Regions from separate parts of the Columba livia genome. Here region 1 is linked to region 2. Evidence: chromatin contacts called from public Hi-C data. All regions are on one chromosome and are shown on one strand. The core of a region is the stretch at or near the end of the contact, and the rest is flanking DNA. Distances in the headings are between cores, read along the strand shown.

The links. Hi-C and Micro-C count contacts between places; a contact is called where the count stands out from the background.
Region 1: a Hi-C map of liver shows a contact between it and region 2, with 2.9 times the contacts expected there. The contact joins two enhancer-like sites. A contact is called at or near these places in 2 of 2 Hi-C or Micro-C datasets (crop and liver).

What each region holds. Positions count from the first base shown.
Region 1 is chr3:74,719,088-74,726,394 of bColLiv1.pat.W.v2, forward strand. It overlaps FRMD1 (FERM domain containing 1), which reads right to left. Exons shown (of 13, transcript XM_065057675.1): 13 at 3,626-6,992. The coding sequence ends at 6,705. Among named protein-coding and RNA genes, the nearest start is that of FRMD1, 44 kb to the right of the region's middle. Within about 2 kb of position 1,839, at least 1 of the 3 cell types and tissues checked has an H3K27ac peak away from gene starts, as active enhancers do.
Region 2 is chr3:74,620,603-74,628,121 of bColLiv1.pat.W.v2, forward strand. It overlaps AFDN (afadin, adherens junction formation factor), which reads left to right. Exons shown (of 33, transcript XM_065057666.1): 22 at 576-662. Among named protein-coding and RNA genes, the nearest start is that of KIF25, 41 kb to the right of the region's middle. Within about 2 kb of position 4,324, at least 1 of the 3 cell types and tissues checked has an H3K27ac peak away from gene starts, as active enhancers do.

The DNA.
Region 1 (7,307 bases), core at 589-3,088, 96 kb after region 2:
ATAGCAAGGAGGCTGAGTAGTTTCTGCGGCTAATGCAAACTAATTTTCCCTATACTGAATGCCCTGCTGTCGCTAAAGTGTTCAGTGGTATTTTCCATGCGGTGGGTTAAGACGTAAGTCCTCTAGCACATGTCATATCCAATTATCTCATTGTGTATTGGGAACAGTAGTGATTGAAGAAAGAAAAATAAAGATTGGTATAAATATATTTATGAGATTTAAAATGAAAATGTGAGGCTAATATTTCCAGGAATAAAAATAAAGCAGAATTTCAAAATACCACAGCTATGCTCTTCAATAGCCTATATTCAGTTGCCCCTGCAGTCTACCAGGAAGGATAAATATGACTTTTGCTCATTACATCTCTGTGGTAGAACAACAGACTTCCAACTCAAGGCTTGCTATTCACATCTCTACTAAATACACTCTCCTCCTTCCAGGGCCAAGTTCAGGGTTCAAAATGACAGATTCAGCCAGTACCTGGCTGACCGGCATTGCAAAACTGCAGCATGGCCATGGGCTGGAGTGCGTCCCCAAACACATGCCAGTAAAGGAGGGGTGAGAACTAATTTGAGTGGGTTTACTTTATAAAACGTTGTTGAGTCATGAAGGTGGAGCTGGCCTGTGAGAAGCAGCAACAGGCAAGTGATTGCAAATGTGCTAATGTCATTAAAAATTCAGGATGGAATTCAAAGTTCAGTATGTGTGATTTCCTGGGCGTGGTTGCAGAAATACTCAGTGATGCTGCTCTGACACCTGCAGAGGTTCTGTGGAAAGGCTGCTTGTCCCAAGGGGGGGCAGCTCGTCAATGAAAGGAAAACTGCTTTCACTGAGTGGTACCCAAGGCTCGTCTACACCCATCCTGTCTCCATCAGTGCCCCGTGCACAATACCAAAGCAAACTACAGGCACGGAGCCATGCTGCCTCAACTACAGCTTCCCACATTACAGACCTTCTTGCCTCTGGGACTTCCCATGGCAGAGGTATAGCGAATTAAGTTAAGTTTCCTTACATAAACTGACTTGTTAACTTTTTTTTTTTTTTTTTTTTGAGCTGATGTCAACATTTCACACCTAGAGCACCCTGTGTCAAGGACTCCCAGAAGCTAAGGCACAGCAGCTTAGTCCCCAGTGTCGTTCGGGTTCACACCCTCCATGCGGAAACCAGACACGCTGCCCTCAGGCCGGAGCGATGCTGCCCCGGGGCCCTGGGAACACTTAAAGCACTTTTTGCGCAGGACTTGGTGGGCCCGCGGCGGCCCACTGACCCACTGACCGCTTCGGGCTCCACTCGCTCGACTACCGCCTGCTCGGAGGATTTGGCCAGCGTGGACCGCCCGGGCTGCTCCCGTTCCCCAGCCGGCCGCTTGTCCGTGCCCGGGGACAGCGGGCGGCTCGGTCTCCGGCGGTGTGCCGACAGAAGCTACCCAAGGTGTTTCCGCTGCCCCGGGGGACGCGGCCCCGGCACCACTCGGGTTCTCCGGCAGCTCTGCGTGAGGCCGCTCAGTGCAGCGGGTACCGGCGGCGAGAGGAGGCAGCGAGGGGCACCCGGCTGCCAGCACTCGGCCGCGGCCCGCCCGGAGGCTGGAGTACCGGCCGTGGGGCAGCAGCCGCCGCGCTCCTCGGGCGCCGCCCCGCGCCCTGGCCCGGCACTGCGGCCCCCCGGCCCGGCCCGGGCCCGGCCCCGCAAGCGGCGGGCGGGGAGCAACGTGTCGTCCCGCGCGTCTGCCTCCGGCTCCCGCCCCACAGGGGCCACTAAGCCCCCTGTGGGAAAGGGGCGCGGGTGGCCTGCGGGCGGGGGGCCCGCGGTTAACAGCGGGGAGAGGAGCGGTGCCGGGCGTAAGGGCGAGAGCAGCAGCCGGCGAGGTGGGCAGGGCTGGGGCCAGGACCCGCTCGGCCACTGCCAGCCGCACCCGGGCACCTTTCCGTGCCTCGGCTCGCCGCGCTGCCGCCGAGGGCCCGGCAGCAGCGGCGAGGAGACAGGTGTGTTCTCGCCCTTCTCCCTCCGAGCTGCTGGGCCTCCAGGAGCGGCATGACGGCCGGGGACGGCCTTGGGCATCATCCCCCTGGGAAGACGCCCACAGCTGGGGCAGGCTTCATAGCGAGGGCTCTGAGGTACCGGTGAAGGCACCTGTAGGGGCACAGGAGACTGGGGTCATCGAGACCAACCATAACCTAGCTCTATCACTAAACCATATCCCTAAGAACCTCATCTATATGCCTTTTAAACACCTCCAGGGACAGTGACTTCACCACTTCCCTGGGCAGCCTATTCTGCTTCACAACCCCTTTCTGTGGAGAAATTTTTCCTGATATCCAATCTGAACCTCTCCTAGAGCAACTTGAGGCCATTTCCTCTTATCCTATCGCTTGCTACTCATGAGAAGTGTTCAGGCTCTTAGAAAACTGTGTCAGCCTTCAGTGTCTGAGACCTCACTGCCAAGAGCTCCATTGAGAAACTGCTCTCATTTCACCCAAAATACCTGTGGCGGTTTAAAACACCCCCTTCCCCATCAGCAGCAGCACACTCCTTCAGTCCTTACCTCCAAGTAGCTCCTGCAGTTGGCATGCCTCAACACAGATCTGGTGCAGCAACTTCTCCCCCATCCCACACCATCACTTTACTGAGCCCACACAGGGTTTGCTGGTACCACGAAGTCCCATCTTCAGAGACAGATTCATTGTGCATATTCTGGTCAGCAGCAATCCACCCTAGCAGGCAAGAAGGTGCTATTACTTGCCAAGCAACAAAACAAAGAGAAAGGACAAAGCCCTTCACAGTTAGGTAACTTAATACTTGCCTAATATCTAATTTTACTTGTACAGAAAGCTCCATGTGTAACCAAACCTCTTCCTTCCAGCATCACCAAACCAGAGCTGGATGAGTCGTCAAAGCCCTTGAAAATTTATATACTCAAAACACAACAGGTAGTAGACAGAATTATGAAGTACAGGAGGGGAAGTCGTAAGAATAGAGGCAATGCTACAATATCAAAGTACATTAAAAAAATAAAATTAACACTAGTTTAGTAGTGCATAATGTATCCAGAGAAGAGGGGGGGAAAAAATACATATGCAAGGGAACCTCAGTCAGCAAGCTTCTTTGAGAAGAGATGTGAGTAGTTATACTATGGCACCTCTTTGTAGATTTATGTCCTCAAAAAAACCCAGAACTTTCCTCTATCCATGCCAGACACCAGGCCAGCAGGCTAGGCGACTTAGGGCAGAGAGCTCTTCAGCAGCACTTGGTAACACATGGGCTGGTGCGCCCATCCTCCTGGCCCCTGGGAAGATGCTGACAGGATCTCTCTACACCCTTGGGAGTTCGCATGCTCAGTTTTCTGGACTAGCCGCCACAAGCAGCTTAACTTGTCTTTTCAGTTAGATTCAGCTCCCATTAGTGTTCCCACTGACTCCAACCTGCTCAACTGGGTCCGCAATATCTGACAGAGGCCCCTTTGGCATCGTGCTCCTCAGAGTGGCAGGGAAGAAAAGGAGCTGTTCCAGTCACTACTCATATGGATTAGAGTATGGCAGCAAATTACTTTCTACAACCTACCTGTCTGGAATGGAAGATGTCACTGACATGCTCCTCTTGGAGGAATGAAAATTATACAGATAAACAATTATATTTTTCTATCCATACTTTATTGCAGGTGTACATATAGTTATTTATATCTCATTTTAAACATGAAATTCCTTTCATGGAAAGGAGAAACTTTTACCATTAAAATAGAGTGATTATACCATGAATATTTTACAAATATGTACAAATATTGGCAACTAGGTTCTAACATCAGCTGATAAATGCTTACACATTACCCTCTACCAAACTAGTCAAAACTAAAAATAACAAAAGACCTTCTAAATCCAAACAAAAAAATAAATCTATTACTAGCAGGAAGAGGTTTTTTTTTTCATATGAATACAAAAACTTGCATAATAGGTATTCACAGTGCTTGTAAGATATTCATTCTCAGTCTACACACAAAAATGTCCAGTCTCCCCTTGATGTGCACATGTAACTCACAGTACTGGAGGGAGCTGCATAGACCAAGAGGACAGTCAGACCAGGAGAGTTTACCTATCCCACCAGCCGTGAATAAATACAAGAAACCTCCTTGTGTATACAAGGCAGTGGATGCTCACGCAAGACCCAATTACACTGTTTTCAAGCATCGGTGTATTTTTTAACTGGAGACAGCAGGATTACAGCATTTCACCAAATCCACTGGATGCTTGGTAGCTGCAAAAAGAAAATACCAAGCTGCTTGGTGGCAATATACACTTTAGTAAGGTTGTTAGGCTGAAGCACGAATGAACGTGATTGTCTTTGAGACAAGAGCGCATGGATGTGAGCATGTGGTGCACGTGTGTGTTTTATGACACTTTTCCAAACTATACCCACTTAACTTTGAGCTTTTTCCCTGTTAACAACCATTGCCAGAATGGGTAACTGTATATCTGCATGGATGGGAGAGCAACACTTTAGTGGGGCCACCATTCCAGATGCCTCCCTCACCTTTTCCCTGGACAGATGGGCATTACTGCAGTAAGAGCCATCCCTACAGCTCCATGGTGGCTGCAAGAACAAGGCTGCTCTTTGCAGCACAGCCTCTGGCCTCCCAGACCTTGGTCATGCCAGTCTCCCACAGCTTGTGGCCAAACAGGCCCCACGTAACAGGGAAAGACCAAGAGCGGGAGGCTTGACTGGAGCAGCCAGATGTTCTTTACCCATTTAGATCCATTTAGCAGACTTTATTTTGGATGCAGTAAACATACGTCAAGGACTCTGTAAAGGCATTTTGGCTTCACTTGGAAGAAAGGAGAGCAGGCTACAGTGAACACATAGCTCCTAATTGTTCATTACAAAAAGAAAGAACAGTGTGATCAAAGAGGGCATGGTCAATTAAGTCATGGCTACGTTGAGTTTGAGCCCATCATTCGTTCGTCAAACACACAGCTAGGCTTTGGTGCTGGATTCACCTCAGAGGACATACAGCTACTGATGCCAGTTCAGTAAATGCAGATGCACCTGCACGCCCTATCTCTACACCACACTCACTTGCACTGAAACAGCGAGATGACAGACTCCACAGATTTGCTATTTTAACAGCTTACGGGAACACAGTTTACCAGATAGCTACTAAGCCTGCAAGCCCACTGTCAAACCAACAGCTCAAACCCTCCTCGTCATGGTTTGGCTTCTTTCCTTTCCCGAATTTGGCTATCTTCAGCTTTTGGGTGATCGACACAGCACAACACACACTTCCTCAACCAGCAGAATAGCATCCGTCTGCTTCTAGAGTTTGCCAAGAAATGATTAGCTTTTACCTGCAAGGTTATAAAAAGCTGGGCGCAGGTTATACACACCTGTAAGTAAAAGCTTCCCAAATGCTGGGAATTGGTGAGGGGAGGAGGTACTGGGGGAAGATAAATAAGGAAATCAAACTTAAATTTATTTGGATGTAACAAGGTAGTGGAATGTTTTCCACATCAAATGCTTGAATCAAACAGAATAGTTATTATTTTCCTAGGAAGAGCCAGCACAGCCACCTCCACCACTCAAAATCACCAAACAAGTACCCTTGGTTTGGCACACAAACACTCTGTGCTTCCACCATCTCCAGCCCTGCAGCACCACATGCTCACACCTACATGACCTATCCATGACTAAGTTGGACACAGTCACTATGTCCTTCCAAAGTGACTTTCTCCAGTCCATACTTGCCTCCTAAGCAGAGGAAAAATTTCTAGGGAACAGATTTATTAAAAACAAAGAAAAGAACAACATAGAAGTATGACTCAAAGTAAGGGGTGATCATGCCTGGACAAATTCTCCAGTCACAGTCCTGTCTTCAAGAACCAGACAATTAACGCTCTTAAGTTGTCTGCTGTACTCTCAGAAGCAGCTAAGTCATTTGTTTTATCCCTTCCCGCATCTCCCCAAGATAGAGGCATTTATTTACCCATCTGCCTTATGGCAGTAGTAGACAGATGAGAGACAGTTCCATTTGTTGCATTAAAGAAAAAAAAAAAAAAGGAAAAAAAAGAAGAACAACAGACATTGTATTTGGCTGGATGCTTACAACAAAACAAAACCAACAAAAAAAGAGAAACTCCTGGTAAAGCAGGTCTTGCTCCCAGTGAAACAAACAGGCAACTTGCATTCTTTACATCAGAAACAGGCCAGACACTTCCACACGCAGCCCTCCAAATGTGCTCAGAGAATTCCCTGGCCTGACAGCTGTTGGCAGTGTTGCAGCAGCACAAGCTCAAGACAACCACACTATCTGTATACTAGCATTAACACAAATGGACCACAGGAGACAGGCGGGAAGATAAACTCATGTAGACTTTCAATTTCTTTCTGATAGATCCATTTAGGCAGTATTTGCTTTACTAGCTCAGTGCCAGTTTTGGTCTACTGTTTTTGGTTTTTATGTTGGTTATGTCACTGCTAATAGTGCAGGCCACTTCAATGTTCTGCTCAGACAGACACTTCAAATGCCAGCGTTAAGTGCTAAACTCCAGTCGATTTGCCCTGTAGTCAGGTCTGCAGAACTGATGCCATTTACTGATTACGGAGCTGAATAACAAAGCTGCTCACAATCTCCTGCAAGAACCAGAGTGACATCACATGTGTTAATGAGGTATATATTTCCATTATGACCTGTTTCCTGGTATGGAAGAGCTCCAATCTCATTACACCACAAACTCCTCTGGGAGCTGGTCCTCTCCCAAAAGATCCAAGGAGAGGCAGTTCATGGATCGCTTCCCATAAAGGGCAGACTTGGTTTTGCAGTCCGCAGTGGAATAAACGCAGCCGTAGATAGACAGCTTATCCTCCAGGCTGCAACCAAATGTGTAGCTGTGGGATGTGTCTGAAGACAGTGTGGCACTTAGTGGCGGGTGCCGGTGCTTGTACAGGCGGATGTCATCCAAACTCTGGCTGTGCTGGTCCGTGCAGCTCCTGCTTTTGGGTGATCCAACCTGCCAGTTCAGTAAGACACACATGATGAATAAAAGCGATGAGCTCAGACAAAGCCTAAGGATGCTGGCTATGCATGCTACAAGTTTTCCAAAATTGTTCTTCCGTTCCTTCAAAACAGCCCCACCAGCCTTCTGAAGGATGTTGGCTTAATGAAGAATCTGTGAACCATTAAGGAATTACAAGTGCATTAAGCTGCCCCTGCCATGCTGAGCCAGATCCTGCTCTGTCTGCACTGTGTCCTCAGTGTCCAGTACAACAGAAAAAACACTTGACAGGTATTGACATGTGAATGACATCACACTTCTTGGCAGATC
Region 2 (7,519 bases), core at 3,074-5,573:
AAAAATTACTGAACATGTTTAGGGGCTCAGGCTGGATTTGAGTTACAGAATTTTCAGAAGTGAAAATTTTTGGAACTTTTTTTCAAGGCTTCATCTCTGCCTTTGAAATTAATGGGCCTCTTTGATATCTGTGCAGAATTGTCATATTCTAGATGCAGCACTAAAAACTGAGCTCCATATAGATGAGCCTCACCTTTCTAGTAGGTGCCTACTGAGTCTGAACTTCAGTTTTCATTAAAAGTTACTACAGTTTTGTAGACCTGTTACATTTCAAATTGTGAATTATTAATAATCTCTTTATGGAATTAGAGAACAACGGTTGACTTCAAAGCTTCAGCAGTGCTTGCGACACAGGTGTAGTACTTGATAATGTGCATCCATATTAATCAAATGTTAAGAGATTCTACCTTTAAAATGGAGTACCAGATGTATTATTTATGGTGTGAGATATTCTGCTGCACTAACAACTTAGTTCTGATTATAGATTAACTATTTTGCACAGTAATTTTTATAGCCTGGCAGTAAATATGAACTCTTGTCTTTTTTTTTCTTCTTTCCCCTTCCCTATTTGATAGGCTCAGCCTTTGAGGAAAGAACCTGAGATTATCACTGTAACACTAAAAAAACAAAATGGAATGGGCCTGAGTATTGTTGCTGCCAAGGTATGGAAGTCAGTTTGTGTGTTACTGAAAAAAGGTGTTTTTTAAATCAGCCTATTGTGGAAAATGTTAATGGAAAGATCTATTTGCCTTAGGTTTGCTGTGCACATCATGTTGATCATACTTCTGTTCTGGCTGGAAAGTGTTTCTGCCCTGACTTGCCCAAATTGTGGGTGTATGCTGCTCCTAGTAGTACTACATAGTAATGTATAGAATGCATATATAACTGCAACCACCAGATGGAGGACTCCACTAGTTGGTTGATTTTGCTTTATTGACTGGATCATGTAGCAGACATAATCTTTGAATTTTAAGCTTGTTATAGATGATGCAAAAGTCCTTGTTGTAATCATGTGGTGTACAACAGAGCACAAGTCCTTCCTAATGTCTCCTCACTGTGTAGCACATGAAACTTCAGAATGCTGTGTTCTTCCTTGGCACTGAGTGCATGAGCTGAAAACATGATTGTTTTACTGCTTTTAAGTTATCTCACGTAGTTAATTACTTCTAAACAGTGCTATTTTTTTCTACAACTTTGCTCATTTCATAGGCTGTTCTTGAAACAGTAATCTTGCATGGTATCAGCTTTTAAAATTTATTTTTGACACATGTAGAGGAATACCAAGTGTCAGGTGTATGTTGCTAACAACCAGCAGTTATTCAGGAAACTATTCAGGATCTGAAAAATGTAACTCAGTATTCTGCTCTTACTTAGGTCGAGTGGGTTAATAATTTAAGAAGCAAATATTAGATCTTGAGATACACCAGATTAAATACTAAATACCTCTGATTGCCATCTGCATTTCTCTTAAGTGTTTCAAAATGTGCAGTGGATTTTTTTTTTTCCACTTTAAACTGTGAAATCTGATTTCTCATTTAGGCAGAAGCAGGATATAACAGAGGGAAAGGTTCCCTTTTTGCTGGAGCTGGCTGGCTTCTGCATGTGGTTTTAACAGCTGACACTCTTGATGTCCATTAGCAGTATGTAACAGTGCTGCTGGTCAGTGTGTAAGCTTGATTTGAATTGTTTTTTAGAAGTTATTTAACCAAGTTAATGATTTCTTCAACATGATCAGTGATGGAAGCAGCAGTCCGCATCTCAGCACAGTTACAGAAGCGCGCACTGGTTCAAGCAGTAATTGCATTTCATCTTGCTGCTATGCACCTGCTGCAATAATGGAATTCTGATTTTTTTTAAAACAATCACATCTTTAATCTTGATCTGAAATAAGCAAGAGGCAGATTTCTGTTTCAGTTTAAGAATATGTTGAAGAGAAACTTTTGCTTAATTTGAAGTCAGCAGTATGTTCATTGGATACCAATAGTCATCTTGCATTAAGTGTTGAAACAAGTTGCTGTAGTAGTTAAATAAATTTTCAAGGAGTTATTTCAAGGGGTCCAAAGTTGCTTATTGTAAGTAATGAATAGCATGTGTTTCCTGTAGTAGGTTTCATAAAAACAGCAGAGTAAGGAAGAATACACAGGCATTAATTTTCTCAAGTCTGGCCAGGGCAGAGCAGATTAGAGAATGAGTATGACTGAGAAGCTAGCAATAGTGGGTGGGTTTTTTTCTTTCTGTTCCTGTCTCCTTGACTTCTACTAATAATTTTTCTGACATGTCTCAGGTCATGTATCTTTTACCAGCATAAGAATTAAAATTCTTATTTTTTTCCTTTGGCTGAGGAAAATGGAGGAAGTAAATACAGTACACCGTTTGCTAAAGTTTTTTAAACTCTAACTGAATAGCTGAAATGAGAGGGAGAGGCAAGTGTGAGAATAGATTTAGGTTTTTCTGACGTTTAGATAGTAAAAGGTTGTCTATCAAATGCTTGCATGGAAGTACCTTATAGTTGAAGAAATGAAAGCTCATATTCAGTTTCAGAAATACAGAATATTGCTACCATGCACAGGATCACAGTTTGATTGCTGACCCAATTGCATTTATTGAACTATTGGTTTCTAGAGAGCTTCAAAAGTGCTGTAATAAAAGAAAACGCAGTGGCTGGCTGACAGGAGGCTCTGCTCCAACCAGTGAAAGGCAACCCTGAAACTGTTCAGCTTTGGTTAGCAAAACAGTTGGTTTTTTTCCCCTGTGAGGTGACAAAATAGTTGCGCTCAGTAACAGGCTGTGAGCAGCCCTTGCATGTTGGTGCTGGCCTTGCCTTTCTCATTAAGTCTTAACAGGCTCCTCCTACATGTCACTGGCTTTGGATGAAGTTGGTTAATGTGTGGGTGGGTGATACTCTAGAGCTGGATGAAATGGGCAGGTTCTCAGACATTGTAAAGAAAAATAATTCTTGCTGGTTGCTTTTCTTCTTTTACCCATTGTAAAAAAATCTACATTTTCCTAGTAAGCTGTGCTCATGTCTGAGGAAACATCTACCAAATTTATCATTTGATAATTCTTTAAGATTGTATTAGTTTGCAGGGGGTTGTAGATAAATAAAGTCTATGCTAATTAAGAGTTTTAATGGGGAAATTAGATACCATACCTTAACCGCTTCAGCTCCAAATGTTTTTAATCGCCAAGCGATTGTTACACCTTCTCTGCTGCGATCAAAGAAGATGATTGGAGTTGAAGCTCAAGTTACACAAGCAGGCAAGTGATGCAACTTTCAGTGAAATGCTGTGCATCTGCTTATTCTTATGATAGATGGTTTCAATTTGTGATACTAGGTGATTTTAAATACATTGGCTTTAATGTCAAAACAAACCAAAACCAAAGGAGGTGAGTCAAGGAGTAATATGAAAGGGTTAGGTCCCTGGGGAACCCTGTATTTGATCCTCTTTCTGCCTAATGACAGATAAAAGGTTTAAGTGCATTGCTTCTAATTAAATAAAATATGAGTAGCTGTGAAATAGGAGTTTACAGGCCTGCCAGGAGTGCTGCAGGGAGCAGCAATGATGCATCACCTGCCTCGCCTGACTTTGCTGTGCGGGTGTTTTCCAAGGCAAGACGGCCCCTTTGAGCAACCATGTCGTAAGCATGTACGCTGGATACATACATGTCAGAGAAAACAAGTTTAGTTATGAAACAACTGTTAGCTGCCAGAGCACTGTAGGCAGCGTTGTGCTTGTTTGGGTTTTGTGTGGGTTGTTTAAATGGGGGAAATACCTAGCAGCATTTCTTAAACTGAATACACTGATTTTTATTTAAAGTTAAATTGTATAGCTTCGGATGTGATCCAAAAAGGTAACTTGTTGTTCTGCCCTTTCGTAGGTGTTGCATGTTTTCTTACAGTAACACTCCTGTAGCTTTATTAGCAGTAGCTTTTGTAATAGGTATATGGAAATGTAGCTGGTAGGAGTGGTCGGGCATCGGGAACAGTATTGCCTTTGGAGGTTGTGTGCAGAATTTGGTTACTCTAACCCTGAGAGATGTTTTGATGTTAAAAGCTGCCTGACTCCCAACCACATTGCGGTTAAGTTTTTATGAAATCCAGATGATTTGGAAGCAGCGTGTGCATGCAGTTTACTTTAAAAATATATCGCTTTTTGGGGGCTTTCGCATGTGACTTCTGAGCCATCTGTGGGCCAGCACATTACTTCCTGTTTAATTTGGAGGATTTTTGTCTTTTGCACAAAAGGGCGTTTTTTTTTTTTTTCCCTAGCAGTTTTCAAAGGTTAATAAAGCCTCTAAAGTACATGGAAGTCAGAACAGCATAACTGATTACGTAAGAGTCTGAATATTGTATTGGTTATAGCTGGTGTTGATAAACGCTAACACTGTGTCATAGCATCCAGCTCCGAGTTATCTTGATGGGTATCTTGGAAAACCCAGCAGACTAGCGTGGTAGTTGCTGTTGAGGGCTGAAAGAGAAGTGGAGAATTGTTTTTTTTCTTTCAAGGATCTGTAGTCCCGGAGATCAAAATGTGGTTTTCTGTTGTTGGAAGAACAGAATCCATGGTAAGTCTGTTCAGGTTTCTGTTGGGGCTGTTTTTCTCTGAAGTTTTAAATACTATCCCTGTACTTTCTCCTGCTCTCTTGCTTGTTTAAACTTGCCAGTAGTTATTTGTTCGCGTAGCAACAATGTAATACAGCATGCGGTTAAATATAGTCAGATATTAGCAGCTAACTTTCTAAAATCTAGAAAGAAAAAACTAATTTTTTTAGCTCGTTCTTCATATGCACTTCTGAAATTCGTGGAAGTGACTATTAATATTTAAAGTTTCAGGTGTGATAACTACTGTTTTACTGTGGCAGAGCATGAATAGCATGACCTGTGATCTGTTTACTTGTCACATTAGTTGGCTTTAATCCAGGTTCCTCTAAAAGTCCGTTTTCCCCTTATAAAGTCTTAGTAGAATAATTAAAACTGACATCCCAAACAGTATATATAGGATTTGCAATCCTCTCTAGACCCTTCTGAAAAGACCAAAACATGCAAATACATTGCAGTTAGGATATCTTATGTTCAACACACTCACAGAATAGAGCATTTAAATTTTGTTTAGATTGCTACTGCACAAAAAGAATTCTCGTGTTCTGCAAGAATGATAGAGCAGGTTTTGTTGATTAATCTTCACTGGCTGGTTAAATTCATTAGTATGCTACGATTTATTTCTTTAAAGTATGGCACGCTTCTAGTTCTGGCTCAGTCATCTTCTATTAGTATAACAGAAAAAGTTTCCTTAAATATATACAAGCACCTTAAAATACAGAGTGTATTTTCTGAGGTTTTTTAACAGATGGTCAGATTAAATATTTTCATAGCGCTTGCTAGGAAGCATTTCGAACACCGGGTGTGAAAGTTCATCAATTAATATTCTGGGGAAGGGGCTTATGTACCTAAAACAAGTGTGTGGCATCTTAACCATAAATAACTTGTATTATTTGGCAACCTTGTTTGTTCTTAAGGTTTAATTATATCATTCTATATTGCTTTATTTCTAAACTGTTCCTAGTCATTTTATATTTAACAGTGAATTTAAGGTCTTACATTTAAGGAGGTTTTGAGACTACCAGGAGTATCAATTTCAATGTGAAATTTTTCTGAAAGTTTATTCTACAAATACCATGTAGGTGATCTATGTAGAAGGAACAGGCTTAAACTTCTTTTCTTTTTTTTCCCAAAATTGAAAATTAGTTTTATAGTTAATTATACTGATAACATAATACACAGATTTGATTCTCTCCACTCAGCATTTGCAAATATAGACAGTTGATGGGATTATTTTAACTGTTGGTTAGCTCTGAACTTGTATTCCAGGTTTCAAGATTTCTTAAGATTTCAGATACCTCAGTATTTGAAGTCTGCTTGTGTCTGTGCTTTCTAAGTGTTGAAGAAAAAATTTTGCCCTTTCCCCCCAACTTGAATTAATTGAAGAGTTTGAGTTAGAAGATTTAGAAGTTGGTTTTGTTTTGTTTTTAATGTTTGATACTAATTTGCATTGGCAGTCTAAACTACTGACGCTGCCTTAACAGACTTCTTAGGAGGATCTTAAAGTAAAAACTTAGTATTTAATTGCCATTTCCAGCACAGACTTCTAAGTTTTGCAGGAATAAGATAGTATGTGGGTTCCTAGTTCAGTCTTCATCATGAACAAATAAGTAGCTGTGTGTTTAACAATTTGCCTTTTACTTGTTGATTCATAACTTCCAACGGGGTATTTGGTTAAATTTTGGTACCTTGTAGATGTTCTATAAAATTTTACTAACGCTTTCATATGCTGTGTAAAAAATAAACTTTATGCCAGCACAGCATGATTTTTCTTCTCACTAGCTGTGAGACCGGAGCCCTACTCAAGTAAAGTGTTTGTCTTCTTCATTCGTTTGTATTTAGATTGATGCTGCAAACGGGTCACCAGACTTTTGTATTGAATGCCTTTTGGAACAAAGCGGGTTTTAAACTTCATGTGCCTGTTCCTCCTAGCACTAATACCTTCTGTACGCAGGTACTTGCTAGCAAGCCTGCAAAAGTTACAGTGCACATAGGCTTTAGCTGGAGTTCCTCTACCGGACTTCATTCGACTTTGGCATTCAAATAATTTCCAAAATTCCGTTTAAGTACATGTTAATTAATAGAGCTTTTAAATTTTAAGGTTTTTTCTCCTATTAAAGAAGAAGACTTTCAGAAATGTAGACTTTTTCCTGTATGAATAATGTTCTTGATTGGAGTACAAATTTAGGTGCTTAATAATACTCGTTAGTGTATAGATAGATACTGGATTAAGTTGTATCCGTCTGAAACTGCAGAGCACCATTATGTGGAAGATGTTGCTGTGGTTTTTTTTCGGTTGTAGTTTTTCCTTCGCCATAGAGCCAAGACTCATTTCTTCAAAAAAAGTGCAGAGATATAGGTTTGTTGTTTTTTTTTCCAAAATAGATTTCCTAGTATGTCTTGCCTGTGAAATCCTATCTGCAGACCTGGTTAAGCTGAGACATCGGTTCCAAGTTGCCTTAACGGGGAAGAGCATCACAGAATCTGCGATAAAACTTGTAGACTGGCATATAACTGAATAAACCTTAGTGTGTCACTACTCACAGAATATCTATAGCAAACGTAAATTAAAAAGTTAACCCTTATTTGGGGAAATAGAGCTCAATCAGTATATTTTCCTTGAGCTCAATGAAAGATTTTTCCTTTAAAATGAAAAGAGAAGTGGAATCAAACAGGCTCATGTATTTAATTCATATTGTTAAAAATTAAGAGTGCCTTTATGCGTTTGTAGAATGTCATATCAATCTTAAGTTGCAGCATTTATAATACTAAAAGAGGCTTCCTTTTCAGATAGGTTAAAAAAGACTAATGAATAAAACTTGCTTAGTCTTTTACAAATGTCATGCATGAAGCATTTTGCTTTTACTTAGCAGTTTTTCCTTTTCATGAGAGCAAGAGTAAAGTACACCTGGGAAGGAA